Linked DNA regions of Mus musculus: all the other regions are linked to region 4. Evidence: chromatin contacts called from public Hi-C and HiChIP or PLAC-seq data. All regions are on one chromosome and are shown on one strand. Each heading gives the region's core, a stretch centred on a gene start, on an enhancer-like site or on the middle of the called end of the contact. The rest is flanking DNA. Distances are from core to core; before and after follow the strand shown.

Region 1 (2,823 bases), core at 69-2,568, 500 kb after region 4:
CCAGCACTGAGAGGAGGAAGTGGACTGGGGCGCCTACTCCTAAGCAAGAAGCTATCTGCAGCTGATAACTGCTGGTTATGGAAAAATCAGCTTTTTAAATTTTATTTTATTTTTTAAAGAACTATTTATGGGCTGGAGAGATGGCTTTGTGGTTCAGAGCATTTATTTAATGTATTTAATGCACACTGTAGCTGTCTTCAGACACACCAGAAGAAGGCATCAGACCCCATTACAGATGGTTGTGAGTCATCATGTGGTTTCTGGGATTTAAACTCAGGACCTCTGGAAGAGCAGTCAGTGCTCTTAATTGCTGAGCCATCGCTCCAGCCCTCCCCCTTTTTAAATGGAGTCTCATTGGGAATATTAACCATATTCCTGGTGCCAGGAGTAGTTGACAAACACAAAATGAACCCAATGGTATTTTTGTAAACTTTTTGTCTTTTTTATTTATTTGAGCCCCCCACCCCTCCCCAGGTTTTTTAGGAACATACTTTTTGCACGTGCTTTTGTTGTTCTTATTTGTTTGTTTGTTTGTTTGTTTTTTGATTTTTCGAGACAGGGTTTCTCTGTATAGCCCTGGCTATCCTGGAACTGACTCTGTAGATCAGGCTGGCCTCGAACTCAGAAATCCACCTGCCTCTGCCTCCCGAGTGCTGGGATTAAAGGCGTGTGCCACCACTGCCTGGCTTATTTGTTGTTGTTGTTTTTTTTAAAGATAGAGAGAATCAAAAAAACATAAGGGTGGGCTGGGAAAGAGGTGGGGGCTGGGATCTGGGAGGATCTGGGCAAGGGGAAAACATGATCCTAATCTACTGTGTGAAAAGTGTTTAAGTTAAAAAAAATTCTATTTCTCTTCCGGCCTAACTTAGAAGGTGTGACTTTTCTCCATCTCTTCTCCTGGAGGCAGCTGACTTGTTTCCCCTTAAATTCTAACAACATTGTCCTTGAATCCACTTCTAAGTTGTTTCATTATTGAGACTGGGGACCCTAAGTTTCACAGTAACAAAATGAGAGAGAGACAGAGAGACAGAGAGACAGAGAGAGACAGAGACAGAGAGACAGAGAGAGACAGAGAGAGACAGAGAGAGACAGAGAGAGAAACAGAGGAACAGAGAGAAGCAGAGAGACACACAGACAGACAAAGACAGACAGATACACAGACAGACAGACAGACAGAGACTTTAAGGGAGGAGAAGGGAGGACATTGAACAAAATGGAAGGAGGAACATGGGTTGAGGCAAAAGAAGGGACAAGGAAGGAGCAAGAGGATCAGTGAGAAAGACCAAAAGGAAAAGTGTAGAAATCCTCTGTGAAACTCTCTTTTGTAAATCAGAAATATGTAGATGAGCTGGGCAGTGGTGGTAGCCCACCCCTTTCATCCTAGCACTCCTGATCTCTGTGAGTTCAAGGCCAGGCTGATCTACTGAGTGAGTTCCTGGACAACCAATGCTACACAAAGAAACCCTGCTTTCAATCTGGGCGTGGTGGCACAAGTGGTGGCAGAGGCAGGCGGATTTCTGAGTTCTAGGCCAGCCTGGTCTACAGAGTGAGTTCCAGAACAGCCAGGGCTATACAGAGAAACCCTGTCTCAAAAAAACAAAGACAAAACAAAAATGAAAAACAAACAAAAAACCAAAACAACAACAACAACAACAATAATGAGAAAGATATAGATTAAGTAAATAAAAGTACACACTTTGATAAGACAAAAATCCTATGAAGTTGAAAATTCTAATTTGCTATCAGTCAGGAGGCCAAAGAGGGAAGACTGTAAGCTTCAGGCCAGCCTGGGCTGCATAGTTAGATCCTGTACCAAACAAACAAAACATGTCCCACACTATCTTAATTTATGTTTGGTGTGGCACTGGCTGCTCCTCATTCTTTTTTTTTTTTTTTTAAAGATTTATTTATTATTATATATAAGTACACTGTAGCTATCTTCAGACACACCAGAAGAGGGAGTCAGGTCTTGTTACGGATGGTTGTGAGCCACCATGTGGTTGCTGGGATTTGAACTCTGGACCTTCGGAAGAGCAGTCGGGTGCTCTTACCTGCTGAGCCATCTCACCAGCCCCTCATTCTTTTACTTAACCATATTTTCTACATCTTACAGATGAGGGAACTAGGGTCTGAGTTGATTAAGGGTAGTATTTCTTTTCCTTTCTCTCTCTCTCTCTCCCTCTCTCTCTCTCTCTCTCTCTCTCTCTCTCTCTCTCTCTTTCTCCCCTTTCTCCTTCCCTCCCTCCTTCTCAAAGAACAGTTCTGATCTAGGATGGGTTTCCATTGCCACTGGGAGCCCCTCTGTGGGTCTGTGCTGATGTCTGTGCTCCCTCCTTAGTGTTGAGTGTCCCAAGCACAACCTCTTCACAGGCATCCACTCATCAAACTCAGCCATCCTTAGTAAGCTGGTCCTCTGGCTCCACAGAGCAACTTGGGAGGAATAAGCAAGGCTTTTGCTCCATACTATGTGGCAGGAGAGAGGCAACACAACCTATTTGAGCACATTTGGGCACAGGGACAGCTGTGTGTTTACACATTGGTTCTGTTACCTGTCATCCGTGTCACCTTATTCAAACCATTAGCCACTCAGAGCCTCATGGAGGTAGCAATGCTTTCCTTTGGCTGGTGTGTGCTTAGCATGAAGAAGGCTCTTCGTTCAATCCCCCAAATGAACAATAATGTATTTTTTTTTAAGATTTAATATGTTCAGAGGGGAAAGAACTAAAGAGAAAAATAATACTCTCTAGAGCTGTAGGGATTAAAGACTATGAATACAAAGTTCCTGGTGTAACATCTGATCCAAAGGTGATATACACTATCATT
Region 2 (2,700 bases), core at 28-2,527, 340 kb after region 4:
GATGTTGTCAAAGATACAGACACTGACTGCCTGATAACCTGAGTCCATCCTTAGGGCCCACACTGTGGAGGGTGAGAACTGACTCTCCCAGGTTGTCATATCACACATACACATACACACACACACACACACACACACACACAGAGGGGTGGGATTAAAAAACAAAATTTAAAAAATTCTATATAGCTTTTTACCTTTTATATTAACACCAAAAGTATTTTTTCCACCTTAGGTAAATTGCTTACAATTAAAACGAGATGCAGTTTTTGCTTAAGTTTAATTTTTTTGGGTGTGTTTTTTTTTTTTTTTTGAAACAGGGTCTCAGATATAGCCCAGGCTGAGACATAATATTGATAACAGAGAGGATGGTGGCATAAGAAGATAAAGTATTAATAATTCTTAAAAGTGAGATACTGTTTAGGCAGACCGCAAATGCCTTTTTTTTTTTTTTTGAAAATATCTTCAGAAGTAACTGGCAATAAAAATGTCACGGGGGGGGGGGGGGGGGGTGTGTCATTGCTTATAGACCGGAAGCCGCTGCCTTAGTTCTCTTTCCCGTCTTGCAAGATGGCGGGTGAAAAAGCGCCTGATACAAAGGAGAAGAAACCTGCGGCCAAGAAGGCTGGCAGTGATGCTGCTGCCTCCCGGCCCCGGGCCGCCAAAGTAGCCAAAAAGGTTCACCCTAAGGGTAAAAAGCCCAAGAAGGCGAAGCCCCATTGTAGCCGAAACCCTGTCCTGGTGAGAGGAATTGGCAGGTACTCCCGTTCTGCTATGTACTCCAGGAAGGCCCTGTACAAAAGGAAATACTCGGCTGCCAAGACCAAGGTTGAGAAGAAGAAGAAAAAAGAGAAGGTCCTTGCTACTGTCACCAAAACAGTTGGTGGGGACAAGAACGGTGGCACCCGGGTGGTGAAGCTTCGAAAAATGCCTAGGTATTATCCCACCGAAGACGTGCCTCGGAAGCTGCTGAGCCATGGCAAGAAGCCCTTCAGCCAGCACGTGAGAAGGCTCCGCTCCAGCATCACTCCCCGGACTCTCCTGATCATCCTCGCTGGGCGCCACAGGGGCAAGAGAGTGGTTTTCCTGAAGCAGCTGGACAGTGGCTTGCTGCTTGTGACTGGGCCTCTTGTCATCAACAGAGTTCCTCTGCGCAGAACACACCAGAAGTTTGTCATTGCCACCTCTACAAAAGTTGGTATCAGCGATGTTAAAATCCCCAAACACCTGACTGATGCTTACTTCAAGAAGCAGCTGCGCAAGCCCAGGCATCAGGAGGGCGAGATCTTCGACACGGAGAAGGACAAATACGAGATTACAGAGCAGCGAAAGGCTGACCAGAAAGCTGTGGATTTGCAGATTTTGCCAAAGATTAAAGCTGTTCCTCAGCTCCAGGGCTACCTGCGCTCTCAGTTTTCCCTGACAAACGGGATGTATCCTCACAAACTGGTCTTCTAAATTGTTAACCTCATTAAACAGCTTCATAGGTTAAAAAAAAAAATGTAACGGGGGGGAGGGGGGGAGAGGTTCTGAGATGGCATGGTGGCATGTGCCTTTAATCCCAGTACTTAAGAAGCTAAAGCAGGTGGACTCCTCTTGCAAGTTCAAGACCAGCTTGGAATACACAATAAGACCTGTCTCACAAAGGAGTCAGATGATAAACTGTCTCAAAATCAGCACATCCAAATTTAGCGTACTAAATCTTTAACCCCTCCGCAGCATTTCTAATCAGATCCTCACTGTCTCACTTGTCTATGAGTTCACGGCTAGCTTGTCTACATAGCAAGTTCCAGCACAGCCAGCAGTACACAGAAGAGTTGGAAACTTTTATGGTCCTACTTCCCTGTCCCCAGCTCAATACATTAAAACCCTAGTAACCTGGCCAATTTAACTTCCACAAAGCACACACCGTTTACCATTCGTCAATTTTCTACTTCTTTCCTTTCATTCTTTTCCCTTCCCATTCTACTCTTCCTCCCCCTCTGTTCCCCTCCTTCCTCTCAGACTCTCAGACAGAGTCTCACTGTTTAACTGAGGCCAGCCTCTACCTGTGACAATACTCCTGCCTCATCCTGAATGCTAGGGTCCCAGGTATGTGCCATCACACTTGGCTCTTTCTCTTTGGCCACAGTTTTGTTCTAGGGCCTGGATGACCCTGCACTCGGTGTGTAGACAACAAGTGCTAGAGTTATAAATACGCCGTCACAGCTTTGCTAACTGAATCGCCCCCGCCTATGATAGGAGCCTGCTTTCCTATCCCTTCGTCTACTAAAGTCTCAATTCTCAATTCCAAGCTTGGTGAGAAGGCGCAGTGAAAGATATTTGTCACCAAGGTGACCAGAGTTCAATTCCTGGGACCTTTGCAGTGTAGGAAGAGAGCCAACCCCTGCAAGCTATCTTATGAGTGCTCCAGCATTTATACATTTAACTTCCTGCCTCTCCACACACACACACACACACACACACACACACACACACACACAGATGGGGGTGGGGAGGGAGGGATTAAATGTAAATTTTAAAAAATCTTGACTCAAGTGACAATTAAAATACCATCATAGCTTTCTCCACAGCTCAACACGTTACAGAAAATAGGGTCAATAGATGCTCAATAAATAAATAAGACCCAGTTGGGTATGGGGTGCACACCTTTAATCTCAGCATTCAGGAAGCAGAGAGAGAAATATCGATGTGAGATGTAAG
Region 3 (2,700 bases), core at 22-2,521, 350 kb before region 4:
TTTGGGCTGCTTGGTGAGGCAGAGGCGCGAAGCCCTGCGCTGTCGTTATCGGACGCAGGCACTCCACACCCTCCGCTTCCAGAACATGGCTGCAAGGGGCAGGAGCACAGTGGTGAGCGCGCCCCCTTCTGGGGGTGGAGGAGAAAACAGTTTAGCCTTGATGCGGGGTGGGAGCGAGAGTGATAACCTGAGCGGGAGCCAGCCAGGGGCTGAGGAATTCCTTGAGGCCCCTGAACCAGAGACTCCGCACAGGCCCTAGCGCCCTATGACCTGCCACATTCTGGCCCTCAGACTCGGAGAAGGCCTCGGCCTCACTGCCGGGGGGCTCCCCCGAGGACGGCTCTCTGAAGAAGAAGCAGCGGCGGCAGCGCACGCACTTCACCAGCCAGCAGCTGCAGGAGCTGGAGGCCACCTTCCAGAGGAATCGCTACCCTGACATGAGCACCCGCGAAGAGATCGCGGTGTGGACCAACCTCACTGAGGCCCGCGTGCGGGTATGGCCCCACCTGCGCGCACCTCGCTCTCGTGCCCCCCACCCCCCATCCCAAGTAGCTGGTGACTCTGCGGGGCCGGTGCCACGTCGGGCCCAGTTCCCCACCCTCCTGCTGCCTTGCCTGCCACCCCCATCACTCGATTCCTCGGCTGGGACCAAGGCTCTACCTTCCCCTCATCTCTCTTTGATCCCGAGCTGTTCCCCCAAACCCTGCGGCCCCTGGCTTCACTTCTCTGGCCCCCAGGCTCGGTGCGCTCCTCCCTTCCAGCCTGCATCCACCATGCACCTCTGATCTTCCCCGCCCGGGCTCGATCCTACTGTGGGTGGCCCAGTCCCCAGCCACTCCACCTCCTGACAGCCTTTCTCGGATACCCGCAGGTGTGGTTCAAGAACCGGCGCGCCAAGTGGCGGAAGCGGGAGCGCAGCCAGCAGGCGGAGCTGTGCAAAGGTGGCTTCGCAGCCCCGCTCGGGGGCCTGGTGCCACCCTACGAGGAGGTGTACCCGGGCTACTCGTACGGCAACTGGCCGCCCAAGGCTCTCGCCCCGCCGCTCGCCGCCAAGACCTTCCCGTTCGCCTTCAACTCGGTCAACGTGGGGCCTCTGGCTTCACAGCCTGTATTCTCACCGCCCAGCTCCATCGCCGCTTCTATGGTGCCCTCGGCCGCCGCTGCCCCGGGCACCGTACCAGGTCCCGGAGCCTTGCAGGGCCTGGGCGGGGCACCCCCCGGGCTGGCTCCAGCCGCCGTGTCCTCCGGGGCAGTGTCCTGCCCTTACGCCTCGGCCGCCGCAGCCGCCGCTGCAGCCGCCTCCTCCCCCTATGTATACCGGGACCCGTGTAACTCGAGCCTGGCTAGCCTGCGGCTCAAAGCCAAGCAGCACGCCTCTTTCAGCTATCCCGCCGTGCCCGGGCCGCCGCCGGCCGCTAACCTTAGCCCCTGCCAGTACGCCGTGGAACGGCCGGTGTGAGCCGCAGGTCTGTGGATCCATCCCCGAGGGCGGGGCAGTAATTCACAGCCTCTCCGGACAGGGGTCGCCTAGACTGGCTTGCCCTCGTCCCAGGGTCTGAAAGGGGTGCCAGAGCACCCGGGAAGAGGCCGCGGGCTTCGAAGAGGGCCTTTTCCCTCGCAGCCCCCGAGCGGTGGTCTGACCCCTATGCGGAGACCGCGCCCCTAGGACTAAGGCCAGGAACAGGGACCAGCTCCCCCAGGGCCAATTCACCCTTGGCTCACCCCGCCTTCTCCAGACTCCCCCTATCCCATTTTCAAAGATCAATGAAATAAACGTGCGCGGACTGTCAAAGGCCTGATGATTCAGACTTGCGGTTGAGCCCTCCTTCCCTTCATCCTTCCCATTGTCCAAAAGGACAGCTGGATGTACAGGAACCGAGTGAGCGTCCAGGCTTCTAAGGTTGCCGTCTCACTCCTTTCCTCCAGGATAGGGAAGCAGGGTCTCCTGGAGTAAAAGGAGTATGAAGCTTGGTGTGACCAGCTAGCTGACAGGGATCGTTCTCTGCTGGTGCTGCGACGCCACCTGGTGGTCTCTGGGAGGACAGCCGGTAGGTCTGGTCACCCGTGCTTCCACGCAGCGATCTCTTCTGCAGTTTAGCCTATGATTTTAGGACTTGTTTCTCACTGTTCCTTTCAGAGGCTTGGGTCTCTAACAGCAATAAACTTCTAGTCTGTAAAAGACATTTATTAAGCGCCTACCAGGCCTAGAATTCTTATTGAGTGTTTGTGTGTGCCTCTGTCCTTCCACACACCCTCAGGCTCCCCCCCTGCAGATCACTCACTCCCCAGAGTCAGCCTCCTCCTACCACAGAGTCAGTCCACTCTCCCCTCCCCTCCAAGTCCACAAATCCTCAAGATCATGTTGACCTCTTTTAAAAATAGAGCAAGAAGAGAAAGATTTCTAAATATAAATATAAATAACTCCATTTTAAGGACCTCAGTCCTATCTCCTTCCTAGGGCTTGGTTTTCCTTCACATTAAAGACAGAAACATCAAAGTACCAAACCACACACCCCCTATCCCCAAGGGTGACATTTCTTGGTTGTCATAGCTTCCTGCAACTTTGAGGGTACATATCCCATGGGGGAAACCATACAGGGAGGTACCCTAATCATTCTCCCATACCCTTAGTGCCACGGAGGAACGGCTGAGGCTCCATCTTTCTTTCCTACTCTCATTGGCTCTTGGATGCAACTTTGC
Region 4 (2,804 bases), core at 41-2,540:
AGTGCTTGTCTTTTCAAGTGTGGCTGCGACTTGGCACATGACCAGGACTCACGTTGGAAATCAGCCCCTACAGGGATCTCCTCTCATGACTCGAGAGGACACAGGAAAGGTGGGATGCCGTCTAAAGGCTGTATGTGCTAAGCGTGTTGTCTCCCCCCACCTTGCCATAAATGTATTTTATCCCCGTTCTGGAAAATGAAAATTTTGCCATTCCATTTCAACATGAATGTGAATTCTAAAAACTAAAGCAAATACTCACACATGATATATCATGCATATATACATTTACATATTTTCAGAATTTAGCTTCATTGACTTTTCTTATGTTCTCTCTCTCATTTTGAGAAAATGTTTCCTACCCAAGGATGGCCTTCAATACTTTTTCTTAGAATTTGTTGTTATCGTTGTTAGCATACAAAATAATAGGGTTTCCTATGATATTTTCCTTCTTTCTTGTGTGTGCCTGTTTGTGTGTGTGTGTGTGTGTGTGTGTGTGTGTGTGTGTATTTTCTGTGTGGGTTGTAGGTGCTCCTGCATGTGCCAGTGGAGGCCAGAGGGCAGTGTTTGAGTGTCTTCTTCCAGCCTGTATTTTGAGGCAGGGTCTCTCACTGAAAATTCAGCTCACCTGTTAAGTTAGACTGGCTGGCCCAAAGTTCCCAGAAATCCACCTGTCTCCACCTGACTCACCTGTCTCCACCAGCTTGGGCCTAGGATTACACCCAGCTTTGGCAAACTTTCTTAAAATCTTTTTTTTTGTTGTTTTTTTGTTTGGTTTTGTTTTTTTTGTTTGGTTTTGTTTTTTGTTTTTTTTCCCCAAGACAGGGTTTCTCTGTGTAGCCCTGGCTGTCCTGGAACTCACTGTATAGACCAGGCTGGCCTCGAACTCAGAAATCCACCTGCCTCTGCCTTGCAAGTGCAAGTTGGGCATTATTAAAGAGAGTCCACAACTAATGAGCTGTCTCAGCAGGTTAAGATGTTAGCTGTCAAGCCTAAGGACTTGAGTCCCACCCCTGGGACACCCGTTGTGGACTGGACAGAGAGACCCAGGCTTGCCTCCAGGCCCGATGACCTGTCTTCTGTCCCGTGGGCCCTTTGATCTCCACATGAACACCATGTCACCAATTCACAAGTTGTTTGCCATTAAAAAAATTGTTCCCATCAAATGCAAATGGGGGGGGGGGCTGCCATTATGTAAGTGACTATGTGATCAAAGGGACTGACTTGGGCAGGCCACCTGGGGCAAGGACCTATTTCCTGAGTGCTTGTTCACTGGGCGTGGTGAATGGTAGGAACTCTTTTGCGTGCTGACTCACCCAAAGGAGGAAGTCAGGCCCTCTCCCTCCCTATACACTGACGAGGTCAATGGAGAGGTTTGTTTCAAAGAAGTAAAGGCTCCTGGTAGGACTAAATACTCAGGACTTTGGAGGCCCAGGCGTCAGTCCCAAGTATCACAGAAAATACCTAACTTCCCCAGTGGTCATGTTGTCTGTTTCCTGAGTATCTCATCAGAGAACCCTGTTCCTTTGGTTCTTTGGTTTCAAATTAAAGATATGATCGAAATTGTGGGTTTTGATCCGCAGGGAGTGAGCAGGGGGTGGGGCTAATGTTTGTTTCCATCTCACTGGTTTGGTTTTGAGAGGTTGCTGGGTGTGAAAGCCAGGGCCTGGTATATACTGTTCACTGAGCTGTTACCCCCCCTCCCAACCCCCACACCCCACTCCCTGAAGTTCATCCTCAGATCCTAAGTCAAGAACCTAGGATGGGGTATACCCTCCAGATGTTTTTCCTTTTTTTTTTTTTTTTTTTTTTTTGGTTTTTCGAGACAGGGTTTCTCGGTATAGCTCTGGATGTCCTGGAGCTCACTTTGTAGACCAGGCTGGCCTCGAACTCAGAAAATCACCTGCCTCTGCCTCCCGAGTGCTGGGATTAAAGGCGTGCGCCACCATGCCCGGCTTCCTTTTTTTTTTTTTTTTTTTAATTTATTTTATGTATATGAGTACAATGTTGCTCTCTTCAGACATATCAGATCAAGACATGGAATTCCATTAGAGATGGTTGTAAACCCCATATGGTTGCTGGGAATTGAACTCAGGACCTCTTGGAAGAGAAGCCAGTGCTCTTAACCACTGAGCCATCTCTCCAGCCTTATTGATTTTTTTTTTTTTTTTTTTTTTTTGGTTTTTTTGAGACAGGGTTTCTCTGTATAGCCCTGGCTGTCCTGGAACTCACTTTGTAGACCAGGCTGGCCTCGAACTCAGAAATCCACCTGCCTCTGCCTCCCAAGTGCTGGGATTAAAGGCATGGGCCGCCACCACCACCCGGTTTATTTCCTTTTTTTGATGTTGTTGCTGTTGGTGGTGGCGGCTTCTGGAATTGTTATGGGGGGGCGGGGAAGGGCTAGGGTTTCAGTCTGTGAGTTCTAAGTCTCACTGTTAAATGAGCCATAGAGACAGACTCTGAAGGAAGTTCAGGACTGTTTCATTACTTTATTAGCATCTGGGAGAACAACAGGGCAGGCAAGGTGTAAATCTTAGCAGCGTGGAGCAGAGGAGGGAAGGTTTGCAATGGGGTCAGCAGTGGCCACACACTCTAGAAGGCAGGGGAGAAGTCTTTCAAAAAACAAAGCTCAGAGTGTAAAGGCAACCGCGCTGAGAGTTTGGGCTGCCATTCAAATGAGAGGAGGAAGGAGGGAGTTCGTGAAGGAGGGAACTGTTCTTCCCATTGCTTTTTTGTTGTTTGCTTTTGTTTTTAGAGACAGGGTTTCTCTGTGTAGCCCTGGCTGTCCTGGAACTCACTCTGTAGAC

Evidence for each region. Hi-C and Micro-C count contacts between places; a contact is called where the count stands out from the background. HiChIP or PLAC-seq counts read pairs in DNA pulled down with a chosen protein or histone mark.
Region 1: a contact with region 4 is called in an H3K27ac HiChIP or PLAC-seq map of embryonic stem cells, with 3 times the contacts expected there. The contact joins two enhancer-like sites. A contact is called at or near these places in 3 of 39 promoter capture datasets (the C10 cell line, liver and pre-B cells) and 1 of 115 datasets of contacts at active chromatin or transcription factors (embryonic stem cells).
Region 2: a Hi-C map of the G1E-ER4 cell line shows a contact between it and region 4, with 4 times the contacts expected there. The contact joins two enhancer-like sites. A contact is called at or near these places in 1 of 39 promoter capture datasets (pre-B cells), 1 of 484 Hi-C or Micro-C datasets (the G1E-ER4 cell line) and 1 of 115 datasets of contacts at active chromatin or transcription factors (embryonic hindbrain).
Region 3: a contact with region 4 is called in an HNF4G HiChIP or PLAC-seq map of pancreatic cancer cells. The contact joins two enhancer-like sites. A contact is called at or near these places in 4 of 484 Hi-C or Micro-C datasets (the C10 cell line, Th1 cells and embryonic stem cells), 2 of 115 datasets of contacts at active chromatin or transcription factors (pancreatic cancer cells and thymic regulatory T cells) and 1 of 9 other capture datasets (pancreatic islet).

Annotation. Positions count from the first base shown.
Region 1 is chr19:45,287,481-45,290,303 of GRCm38.p6, reverse strand. No RefSeq gene overlaps it. Among named protein-coding and RNA genes, the nearest start is that of Gm29595, 14 kb to the left of the region's middle. Within about 2 kb of position 1,318, at least 5 of the 459 cell types and tissues checked have an H3K27ac peak or open chromatin away from gene starts, as enhancers often do. A contact at or near this core is called in embryonic stem cells, where this site is marked.
Region 2 is chr19:45,449,063-45,451,762 of GRCm38.p6, reverse strand. All of the region lies in intron 2 of Btrc (beta-transducin repeat containing protein), which reads right to left. It also overlaps the pseudogene Gm6807. Among named protein-coding and RNA genes, the nearest start is that of Btrc, 87 kb to the right of the region's middle. Within about 2 kb of position 1,277, at least 4 of the 459 cell types and tissues checked have an H3K27ac peak or open chromatin away from gene starts, as enhancers often do. A contact at or near this core is called in the G1E-ER4 cell line, where this site is marked.
Region 3 is chr19:46,134,777-46,137,476 of GRCm38.p6, reverse strand. It overlaps Elovl3 (elongation of very long chain fatty acids (FEN1/Elo2, SUR4/Elo3, yeast)-like 3), which reads right to left. Exons shown (of 4, transcript NM_007703.2): 4 at 1,783-2,700. The coding sequence ends at 2,675. Pitx3 (paired-like homeodomain transcription factor 3) reads left to right here. Exons shown (of 4, transcript NM_008852.4): 2 at 1-112; 3 at 292-494; 4 at 872-1,792. The coding sequence ends at 1,459. Among named protein-coding and RNA genes, the nearest start is that of Elovl3, 4.2 kb to the right of the region's middle. Within about 2 kb of position 1,271, at least 119 of the 459 cell types and tissues checked have an H3K27ac peak or open chromatin away from gene starts, as enhancers often do. A contact at or near this core is called in Th1 cells and pancreatic cancer cells, where this site is marked.
Region 4 is chr19:45,789,272-45,792,075 of GRCm38.p6, reverse strand. No RefSeq gene overlaps it. Among named protein-coding and RNA genes, the nearest start is that of Oga, 7.1 kb to the right of the region's middle. Within about 2 kb of position 1,290, at least 185 of the 459 cell types and tissues checked have an H3K27ac peak or open chromatin away from gene starts, as enhancers often do. A contact at or near this core is called in the G1E-ER4 cell line, Th1 cells, embryonic stem cells and 1 more, where this site is marked.